Regions from separate parts of the Rattus norvegicus genome. Here region 1 is linked to region 2. The links are chromatin contacts, called in public Hi-C maps. All regions are on one chromosome and are shown on one strand. Each heading gives the region's core, a stretch centred on a gene start, on an enhancer-like site or on the middle of the called end of the contact. The rest is flanking DNA. Distances are from core to core; before and after follow the strand shown. Region 1 overlaps LOC102551951 (a long non-coding RNA gene). Region 2 holds the start of Disp3 (dispatched RND transporter family member 3).

Evidence for each region. Hi-C and Micro-C count contacts between places; a contact is called where the count stands out from the background.
Region 1: a contact with region 2 is called in a Hi-C map of frontal cortex, with 2.8 times the contacts expected there. The contact joins the enhancer-like site here to the promoter of Disp3 in region 2. A contact is called at or near these places in 2 of 12 Hi-C or Micro-C datasets (the A7r5 cell line and frontal cortex).

The regions. Positions count from the first base shown.
Region 1 is chr5:164,075,113-164,080,920 of GRCr8, reverse strand. LOC102551951 (a long non-coding RNA gene) reads right to left here. Exons shown (of 4, transcript XR_354416.5): 2 at 3,887-4,016. Among named protein-coding and RNA genes, the nearest start is that of Disp3, 74 kb to the right of the region's middle. Within about 2 kb of position 3,715, at least 15 of the 93 cell types and tissues checked have an H3K27ac peak or open chromatin away from gene starts, as enhancers often do.
Region 2 is chr5:164,000,946-164,006,004 of GRCr8, reverse strand. It overlaps Disp3 (dispatched RND transporter family member 3), which reads left to right and starts at 2,055. Exons shown (of 21, transcript NM_001107992.2): 1 at 2,055-2,261.

The DNA.
Region 1 (5,808 bases), core at 2,466-4,965, 73 kb before region 2:
CAGCCCTCCGACTTCACAGACTTGGCCCATTCCTGGCTAGAGGTGCTTGGCGGTGCCTCAGGCTTGCCAAACAGAAGGAGTCTGCCGTAAGACGGACCCCTGCCTTGAGTGAGGTCAGTATAGGATTGTGTTTGCAACTAAGGGAAGTAAAGGATGATGCTGGAGGATGCGGTCCCCACGAGCATGAGGATCACTGCCATCTTCATCAGGGTTGCCATGACAACGCTCAAGAGACCCTCAAATCAGGTCCGTGGACGCTCCTTAACAGGACAGATTGGGAGACTGAGGAGATCATCGCCCGGGGTTCTAGCCATTCTTCCCAGCAATATGTAATTTTCCCCAAATGGTTTATAGCCTTGAGATCTTGGAGGTGCTAGCATATAGACTGTGGAAGGCTCATCCACGCTTGGTTGGGACTTCTCGTGATGCCGCTGCTCTGGGGTCACCCATGCTCCTGTAAGTAGCCCTTGTTCATGACCTTAAGTGACCCCAACAAACTCACTTAGGTTCTCCAAGTTGAACTTTGCAGCAATTGCTACTTTGATCTTTCCTTAGCGCCCAGCCTGTGGGGAGCAGAGGCTTGTTCAACATCTCCACAGGGAAGGGTCACAAAACAGATGGTGTGCCAAGGAGGCTGCTGTGACTGGCAGAGATCTGAAGAGTGCGCATGGGGCCAGATCACAAAGGTCCTAAGGTCGGAGGCAGTGCAGTGTGAAGTTGGAGAAGGAGAATTCCACCGTAAGCCCAGGATACCGAACTCCATATCTTGGCAAGGATGCCAGGGAGGGTGCTCACCCGCTGTTAAAATGACACTTGGAAACTTGGAAAAAGCCAGGCAGGGCTCGCTCGGGCGAACAAGAAATGCCAGAACCGGGGTTGGGGATTTAGCTCAGTGGTAGAGCGCTTGCCTAGGAAGCGCAAGGCCCTGGGTTCGGTCCCCAGCTCTGAAAAAAAAAAGAACCAAAAAAAAAAAAAAAAAAAAAAAGAAATGACAGAACCTCCAATTGCTAATGGACTCCAGGGACAGCAGGGGATGGTGCATTTCTCATGGGCTGGTGAGAGGCTCGACAGCGTGGTTCAGAAGTTCCTCGGTGGCTGACCTCTAGAAGTCAAGGCCGGCAAGAAGAGATTCTGTGACTGAACTGGCTTCCCCAGTAGCGACAGGGAAGAGGGGAGCCTGAGATAATGCCACCCCTGGGTGGAACTTGAAATCAGGAGCAAGGTGGGGAAGATTACTGTTCTGAATGAGGTCAAGCGTCAGATGGGGAGTCTGCAGAAGGCTCTGCAAACGCTTACCTAGTTCGTAGGGCAAGATAGGGGAGCAGCTGACAAGGATACTGTGCAATTTACACAGCCAGAGGAATTCAATGGATAATCAGAGTCTGAAGACAGACATTGCCTCAAGAAAAGGACATGGTTCTCTCCTGAGGTAGAGCGCAGAGCCAGACTCTTCAAAAGGGAAGCCACTCACCCCCAAAGTCACTGAAACACTTTATCTTTGGCACTGACACCCCAGGTATTCATTTCTAAAGAGACCCACTGCCACTTACTGGGGTCACTGTATCCCCATTAAAGGACAAATAGCCAGAGACTGTTAACCAGAGACTGTTGGGTGCAGGGTCCAAGATAGATGGTGCTGACACACAAGGATCTGGGTGTTATCATGGCTTCCAGTTGGAGGAGCGGCAGATGGGAGCCTGAGGAGAAAAACAGCACTGCTCAAGCTTTGAGCCTCTGCATCTCCATAGAGTTCCATAGCCCACTCTATTCCCTGGCTCAGAGTAGAATTCTGGTGTCAGCCAGGCCCAGCTCAAAACAAAACACCAAGCCAATTGGTTTATGGCTATTTCCTCTGAATTGAAACATTCCCTTCAGAAGGGAGCGGGAGGCTCGGTTGAGATAAACAAAAAGACAATTTGTATGGGAAATCGGAAACTGGAAGGATTCTCACCCCTTCCCCCCTCCCCTTGCTCCAGCTTCATGGACAAGTAGGCTGGGGTGCGGGAGGAGACTGCTGGGTGGATCTGAGAGGTTTTCTCAGATGTGGGGCTACCTGCAGGGAGGACTCTGGGAGCCTTTTCAAGTTGTCTCCCATCCTGGAGTGGGCTTTCCAGTGGTGCTGCTGCTTCCAAGTCATCCCTGTTTCTGTCGCTGGCCTCTGAGCCATACCCCTGTCAGTAACCCCAGTAAACTATTGGCTCACCAAGTTGGATTGTGGTCTGCTCATTGCTTTGGTCTGCTGTGGGTTCCCTTTCTGGAGTAAATAAATAGATGTTAAGTACCCTCAGGAAAAAAGTCATCAGGTAACACCAACCAGTGTCACCTCTGGTGGCGGCGGAAATGAGCACCTCCATTAAGGCTCCGAGGTGTGTGGGTGGCAGACCTCGAGTTACCAGTTCTCTGGTTTGGGTCCTACAGAGCTCCCCAGGTGTGTTCTAGAACATGTGAGTAGTAGATGTCCGTAGATGCAGGGCTCGGGCAGTTATCACAGCGGCAGTGCACGCGGCATCTGCGCCAGGGCCCTCCGCACAGGAACGCACACATCTGCCTCCTGATCTAGCAAACACTCCACTTTTCCAGTCTCTGTTACGAGTGATCCAGAGCAGTTCACGAGGGACCAACAAACTGGGGCGGGAGAAGACACCATGTTAGTATGTTTACGTGCACAGATCTGTCATATGTGCATCCTGACTCTGCCATCCTGTGTCACAGAGGGATGTGAGGCTGATTCTCAGCTGCAGCATCTGGCAATGTGTGACGGATTAGTTATTTGTTGTGGCGACAAAATGCCTGACAGAAGCAAGGAAGGAAGGAGGAGGGAGGGGAGGAGAGGGGGAAGGATGGAGAGGGAGGGAGGGAGGGGGAGAGAGGGAGGGGGAAGAGAGGGAAGGGAGGGATAGAGGGAGGAGGGAGGGGAGAGGGAGGGAGGGAGGGGAGAGGGAGGGGAAGGATGGAGAGGGAGAAAGGGAGGGAGGGAAGGGAGGGATAGAGGGAGGGAGGAGAGAGGGAGAGGGAAAAGGGAAGGAGGGGAGAGGGAGGGGAAAGGGAGGCAGGGGGAAGGGAGTCAGGGGAAAGGAGGGAGGGAAGGAAGGGAGGAAGAGAGGGAGACAGGGAAGAGAGGGAGGGAGGGAAGAAGGGAGGGAGGGAAGAAAAGAGGGGAAGAAAAGGGAGGAGAAAGGGGGAGGGAGGGAGAAGGAAAAAGGGAAGGAAGGGAGGAAGAGAGGGAGTCAGGGAAAGAGAAAGAAAAGGAAGGAGGGAAGGAGGGAGGGAAGGAAGGAGGGAGGGAGGGAGGGAGGGAGGGAGGGGAAGGTTAGTTATTTTTGGCTCACATTTGGGAGTGGACACAGAGGAAGGGCAGCAGCAGGAGCCTAAGGCGGCTGGCTACACTGTGTCTGAAGTTCACCTTCTCCAATGGCTTTTTTTTTTTTTAAAGATTTATTATATTTATTCTATATAAGTACACTGTAGCTTGTCTTCAGATACACCAGAAGAGGGCATCAAATCTCTTTACAGATGGTTGTGAGCCACCATGTGGTTGCTGGGAATTGAACTCATGACCTCTGGAAGAGCAGTCGGGTGCTCTTAACCACTGAGCCATCTCTCCAGCCCCTCCAATGGCTTTTTACTTAGAACCCAAGCCCACAGGATGAGTCCACAGCACGGTGCTGCCAATCTCTGGTGTAGGTCTTCCTGCCTCACTCAGACTTCTCTGGAAACACTCCCCACACAGACATACGGAGAGGCGTGTCTCCTGAGTGGCTCCAAATCCACTCCACCTCACACCTCTCCCACATCAGAAGGAAACCCCCATCAGACAGGCCTCAGGGGCTCCCATGGTCAAGATGCCACACACTTGACAATGGCTTCTCCATTCGTGCCATCTTACCAGGTGACATGGAGGGCTGGCCTCTTCGAGATGGCCCCAGGCAGAGAGGGTTCTACAGCAGCTCCAGACCGAGGACAAGCAGTGAGCAGCTAGGGTCACGTGACTCAGCAGATCTAGGGGACAGATGGATCTGTGGTGGGAAAAGACACTATGAATTTATGGCAAGCACCAAGAGGAGAGTGGCAACACAGATCCCCAGGGTTCTGGAACAAGGCCCTGCCATCTGGAGTGCAAAATTATGCAGTGTTTGAAAAATAGCTTTCACACGGGGCCCGGGAGCTGTGGAGCCAGGTTCAGCCAGCTAGAGAGAGCTTCGGGATGACACTTGGTGAGCACGGGGGGTCGAGGACACGTCCTCACACAAATGAATGGTTGTTACCTGGTGCGGAATATTGTTCTTAGCATCTCGGGTGCATGTTAAGGCCTCCTCTGGTTGCCAGGCAGGGATGTTTTCACCAGGATACAGAGCGAATCTCTCATTCAACTGTAACCTATCCTTGCCACCTGGCTGTGCTGCTTTGTACCAAAAGGCCAGAAGGCCAGGAAAGAGTCACCATAGCACGAGTCATTGACTTAGTCAACTGGAGGAAAAAGTAGGATGGGTACCATGGACTGTGGGCAGGGAGACTATGTGGGGTGTCTTTTGTCATTCTTTAGGCCCTCAACTCCCTGTGTTTATATTTTAGTTTAGTTTAGTTCATGTGTATGGGTGTTGTGACTGTATGTATGTATGAATGTATATAGTATGTATGTGTGCTACATGTGTCTGGTGCCTGATGCATTTAGAGAGGGTGTCACCAGGAACTGGAATTATGGGTGGTTATGAGCCATTATGTGGGTGCTGGGCACCCAAACTCAGGCCCTCTGCAAGAGCAACAAGTGCTCCTCACCACTGAGCTGTCTCTCTAACAGCCTCCACTTTTTTCTTTCTGAGACAGCATCTTACTGCTTCAAACTAGCTACAAACTTGCTTCAAACTAGAAACCCCCCTGTTTCAGCATCCCAAGCACCTGGGCCACAGACACGTACAACCTGTCCCTGTCCTCTCCTTTGCCCATCTCTCACTATAAATAACTCAGTAACCGAGAACTGAGAAGGGCATGGTGACCGGGAGTCCCCGTGTGTTAACAGTGAGCATGGCTCACCTAGAAGCTGCGTTCTAAGTACAAGGGACCATTGGACGGAGTCAGGGGAGTCAATGAAATTAACCTTGAGATAAGAAGCCATTACAGGAAGTTGTATTTCAACCTTCCGGGGCCCCGATTTTTTTCTCCTCCTCCTCTTCCTCCTTCTCCTCCTCCTCCTTCTCCTCCTCCTCCTTCTTCTCTTCCTCCTCTTCCTCCTACTCCTTCTCTTCCTCCTCCTTCTCCTCCTCCTCCTCCTCTTCCTCCTCTTCCTCCTCCTCTTCCTCTTCCTCCTCTTCCTCCTCCTCTTCCTCCTCTTTCTCTTCCTCCTCCTCCTCCTCCTCTTCCTCCTCCTCCTCTTCTCCTCCTCTTCATCCTCCTCCTCCTCCTCCTCCTCCTCCTCCTCTTCTCCTCCTCTTCATCCTCCTCCTCCTCCTCCTCCTCCTCTTCTCCTCCTCTTCATCCTCCTCCTCCTCCTCCTCCTCCTTTTCCCCACAGTGTAAAGGTTTCAATCCATTCTGGTGGGAAGATGACTAGTGGAGCAGAGCTGTGGACATCGTGGTGACCAAGAAGCAGAGAAAGAGAGTGTCTATGCTGAACAGGTAGCTCCGTGGGTAAGGGACCTTGACACCAAGCCTGACAATGTGAGTCCGATCAAGGACCCATATGATGGAAGCCTCCCATAGCTTCTCCCTCTGTGAAGCGGGCTGTTTCCCTCAGGGTCACATCCTGTGCTACTTGATGCCGTGATGAAATAATTGGATGAAAAGAACAAAGGGAAACCGAGGCTCAGAACTG
Region 2 (5,059 bases), core at 806-3,305:
AAATGTAGCTCCCAGGAGAATGGAGGTCATATCCACAGGCGTGGGTTGGTGGGAGGCCCAGCACCCCAGGAGCACAAATAGGGTGCCCTGTGATTCAGTCACATTGCAGGGAACAGCATGAGGACTTTGGAGGAATCCTTAAGGAGGTTCCTTGAAACAAACTGAAAAAATACCAAGCCATTCACCAAGAAAAGCAGCCTCTGCTCTCCGCTGGGCATGGGAACACACTTTGTGTCTCCCATTGCTCCCTTAGAAACAAATATTTCCCTGGTTCTCCTCCCTCCCTCCCTCCCCCATGGCTGCTCTTTCTCTGCCTTCCCCTGGGATATGTTATGTGGAGCTGGACATTTGTAAGGCACTGCAAGGCTGTTCTACCTAGAGTACCACATTTGGCTTCTGCTCTTGTGACGGCAATATACATAACCTCCATTTTAGGCTTTAGTCTCTGTCTGTCTGTCCATGCATCTGTCTTCTCTCTCTCCCTCTCTTGGATCCTTCCTGCCAGGAGCACTCCATAATCCAAATGTCTTCACGGTGGTATGAATTCACTACATATCTTCAGACAGATTTGATGGCTGGCCAGTGTGTCCCCCTGACAACCATTTCAGAGCATGTGGTGCAGGGACAAGAATGTCAGGGCAGGAACATTGGTTCTGGTCATTCACATCTGCACAGATGAATTCTGGGGCAGCCAGGATCATAAGCACCTAAATATCCACCTGGCAGACAGCCTGTGAGTGCAGTCCCCAGGGATTGTGTCCAGAAAAGCTAACTGGATGTTGCAAGTGAGCGACACCAGGATTTTACTGCAGAACCCCGAAGTGAGAGGGGTTCAGAGAACTCCCACTTTGTCTTCTTAATCAAAGCTTAATTATTTACAGTATGTATGCTTGGAGGGGATTTACATGTGTACCACAGTGCATGAGTAGAGGCCAGAAGACAGGACACAGAAGTGGGTTTGCCCTGGGGATCCAACTTGGGTTGTCAGGCTTGGCAGCAAACACCTGCTAAGCCATTTCGCAGGCCCCTAGGTTTCCTCTTTCAAGAATACCGATGGGCTACACAGCAAAGAGTTAGGTGTGGGACTTTTGATATTTTTATTTCATAATGATCCTGCATTCTCTCATATAAAATGGGGTCTCCTTGAGGGCCAAGATTGTAGCTCACTTGTTTTTTTTATCTTCCTGGTTCTCCAAAAGTTCGCATTCTTGACTCGTGTCATAATCACCTGGGTGACCTCTTAGCCGGCAGTGGCGTCCCACCTGCAGCAGGAGGCTGGCGCCAGGTCCGTTTGAGGGTTCCCTTGGCTCTCCTTGGGTGACATCAAGGCCAATGCCTTTGGAGCACTGAAAGAGAAATGAAGCTGGAGATAGCCTTGGTTTCTAGGTCCTTTCTTCTTTGGGTATCTTTTCAGCAGGGGGTGTCAGGCGGACCTTGTGCTTTGCTGGACGAGTGCCTGGTCCAGGGGCTGGCAGGGCTCTGGGCTTTGCTGCCAGAGAGGTGAATAGAGGAGGGAGGAAGAGATGATGCCAGGCGCCTGGGCTTGGCAGCCACCTCCGGAGGGCACCCGGGGATGCCCTCAAGTGTCCAGCAAGCTGGTGAGGTGCCAAGGCTGGGCAGATGGGGCTGAGAGCCGCCAGCCGGAGCGCACGCCTGGGAGAGACCTGGGCACCCGGAAATCTAGGGGGCCAGTAGCGGGTATGGTCAGGTCCGTTTGCAGTGACTAAGACTGACCCCCAGGGGTCGCTGCGCTATGCTCTGTCCCTGCTCGCCAACTCGGGGAGCTGGCTGTACCACCACGCAGCTCCCGCAGGGGGAGAGGTAGCCAGGGCGGCGCCTGGCGGCGGGACCGGGAGACAGCAGCGCGCGGCGGAGCGCAAGCCCTAGCCGGACGGTGACGCAGAGCCCGCAGGCGCTGATGCTGGAGGCGCCAGTAGCCGTGGGGCGGCGCGACTCCAGAGGCTGCCCGGGACACCCCCGCACCCCGTGGTAGGAACCGGGACCCAAACAAAGGCGGGCGGCAGATAAAAGGCGGCGGCGGCGCCGAGTGCTTCGCGTGCGCGCTGGGGACGTAGTTGTCACGGACCTGGCCGTGGTCTGCACGCCGGCGAGCGGAGCTTGGGGGCCGTTGGCCTCCTATAGCTCTGAGGACCTTTCCTTCTGAAATTCCCTACAAGGGACAAGTGTTCGAAGCGGGGTGGTCGAAGTCCCTTAACCCCTGAGGCACCCGTGTATCAGCCTAGCTCGTCTCGGACAGCGAGGTGAGTGTGACGGCCGCTGGTCGCCATCGGGACTGGGGATGCGCTGCTCCGAAGAGGTGAAGGGTCTAACGCGCCACACGTGCCCCAGCCTGCGCGGGGAGGAGGCGGGGGAAGTGCGGGAAGTTCTCTCGTTCTCAGGCCACCCCGGGCAAGGGCCTCAACGCCCAGGAAAGCCGGCTGATGGGGACAGAGTTCCCATCTCAGAGCTTGTCCCTGCGCCCCTGAGGCTTGCATCAACGCGTTGGGGACCAGCTGCAGCCTCGGTCTGCGGGAGCGCGTTTAATGTCCAGAATCATCCTGGTTCCCTATCTCCTGCTCATCCCTGCTCGTCCCAGTGGGTGTCTGTCTGGGTCCATAAAAGTTGAGTGTCAGCCTGAAGCCATCCCAAATCCGCTGTCCGCTAGGCTTCAGAAGAGGGAGGGGACAGGAAAGCTACAGCCTCTATAGTTGCCCCCTACTTGAGCGCACTCACGCGCTTGGCGGGACGTTCTTTGAGTCTTGGGTTGCGGCTAACCCGCTGCAGGTGCCGCTGGGTGCCAGGACCTCTGGGGCTCCGGCAGGCGATGGAAGCGGAGCGCTAGAGGATCCTTGGGTCAGCCCAGAACATCCGTAAGGACTGTGATGGGGTTGGCATCTGAGCAGCCGTGGAGCACAGTCGGGGAAAGATTACCAGCACGAGTGGCGGCGAGTCCGGATGGCCAGCCCTGCCGCTGGGAGAACTTTTCCCAACTCCCTTGGGAGACGCCTCCCTGGAGTCTTCCTCTGTCCCACCTCTGTTCGGTCCACGGATGCTTCCTGAGTCTGGGTGCGAGTCCTAGTCTGGTTGCACTCTAGGTCAGTACCGCGGACAGCGCACTGAAGCCTACAGCCCCAAGCACCATCCATACGCAGGAATGAAGCACACGCACGCACTTGATATAGAGCACTCACGAACACTCCACTCACAAATTCACACTCCTTTCTGGTAAATATATTCCTATATCGTGGCTCATAGGCTCACACAATGCACACAGAGACCCAGGATTCACACCCACGTGGACAAGCCTCGTCTTCCCACAAGCCCCAGTTCGTGGGCCAGGACTCATCCCACTCAACGTTCGCTCTCGCTGGAGGATGCTCAAAACCCCCAGACTCCAGAGACCGCTGCCTAGGACCCCGCACTGATACCTCACGGTATACAGGGACTCAGGCTGTGGGTACACACACGAACACACAGTCTCGATCAGCCCCCCCTCCCCCTTCTACTGCAGACCTAGAAGCAGCTGTTAGGCTCAAAGGAAGCTCCGGGCAGCAACCCAGCCAGGCAGGCAGGCGCCTCACAGTCTTGGTTGGAAGCTCAGTGTCCATTTCGGACTCTCCACCCCCATGCCCGCTCAAGCCTCTTCCTGGCATATCTTCTCCCTTCAGGGTCTGCAGTCTTTGCTAGCACTCTTTGTTGGCTGTTCTCCTTCCCAGGGTTATCTTTCAACTGCACACCCTCTAGTGCTTCCCGTCCATCATCTTTTCTGACTGTCTTCGTCTTTTTTCCTGACTTCCCTTCACTGGAGACTGATGTGGTCTGCACTCTGCTACCCGTGCTGGTACCACTGGCCCTTGGGGCACAGACTCTGGCTTGCTTCCTCGGCTGCAGTTTCCATTCACCCATTCCTGTCTCTTCGAGTATTTGCCTCTCTCTCTCCTCAATAGCTTCAGCAGCTTTTACTGACAATCTTGGGAAATTTTTCAGGGTCAGAGCCTCAGAAAAGTGTCTCAAGGGGCCCCTGAACCTGGTGAGCGGGACAGTTCTGGGGTCACGGGAAGCCTCAGTCATCCCTCCCCCCTCCTCCAGAGCTGTCGTTTGAAGGGATCCAGACCCAGGCCTCAGCTTGCCCTTTGAGACTGCCTTTAAAATCCTGAAAAGGCTTGAGAAAATCCTTATAGTAGAGGGAGAAATGAGCCTGAAACAGAGATTCCTAGTCCCTGGTTTTAATTGGTCACAGGTGCCCCGTGCTCCCCTGGATAGACTCTCGCCATACTCTGGCTTTGGGCTTTCTGTTGTAAATGGGCAGGGTTGCCCGTGAGATTGCTTTTCGGATGTGATCGTGAAGAATGTTCACTCTATAGTGAATGTCCTGACTTGCACAGGATTGAAACCATGGTTGTAACTCACAAAGGTTATGGTGCTTCCCGCTGCTTCCTGAGAATCCCTCACTTCTGCTAAAGACACCCTACTCCCAAGTGAGGGATGCTCAGTTCATTTTCTTAATAGGACCAGAGATGCCAAGTAATTTTCTTACATCACACAGCTCAGGCCCAGTTTCCATGGAGGCAGGCACTGATGAAGTCCTCGCTTCTGGTGATGAGGACCCCCCTCCCCCCTTTCTGGCACACCTGGCCAGAAAGGCAGATGGAGTTGCTAGGTTGACGGTCCTTGTCCCCAGACACATGGTTTCACAGAAGGGACTGTCCAAGATATATCACCAACAGCCTCAAGTCTCTAGGACTCAACCAAGCAGGCTGGTCTTGATCTGTGTGTGCACTGAGGGAGGACAGGCCTCAGCACCATTTGACTAAGCTGTTTCTCACAGAATCCTGATTTGAGGGCTGCAAATCGAGGTGCCTAGAGATATGGTGGGCTCCCCCAAGGGAACCACCAACCAACTATTGGTTGTATATAGTCACCCCAAGATGATGGTCACAACAATGGCATAGGAACTGATCGTAACAGTCCTGGTTGATAACTGATAGCCGCTGGATTTTAATTGGAAGCTTGTCTCTCTATCTCTAGTTCCTCCCCTTTGAAATCATCCTCTCACCAG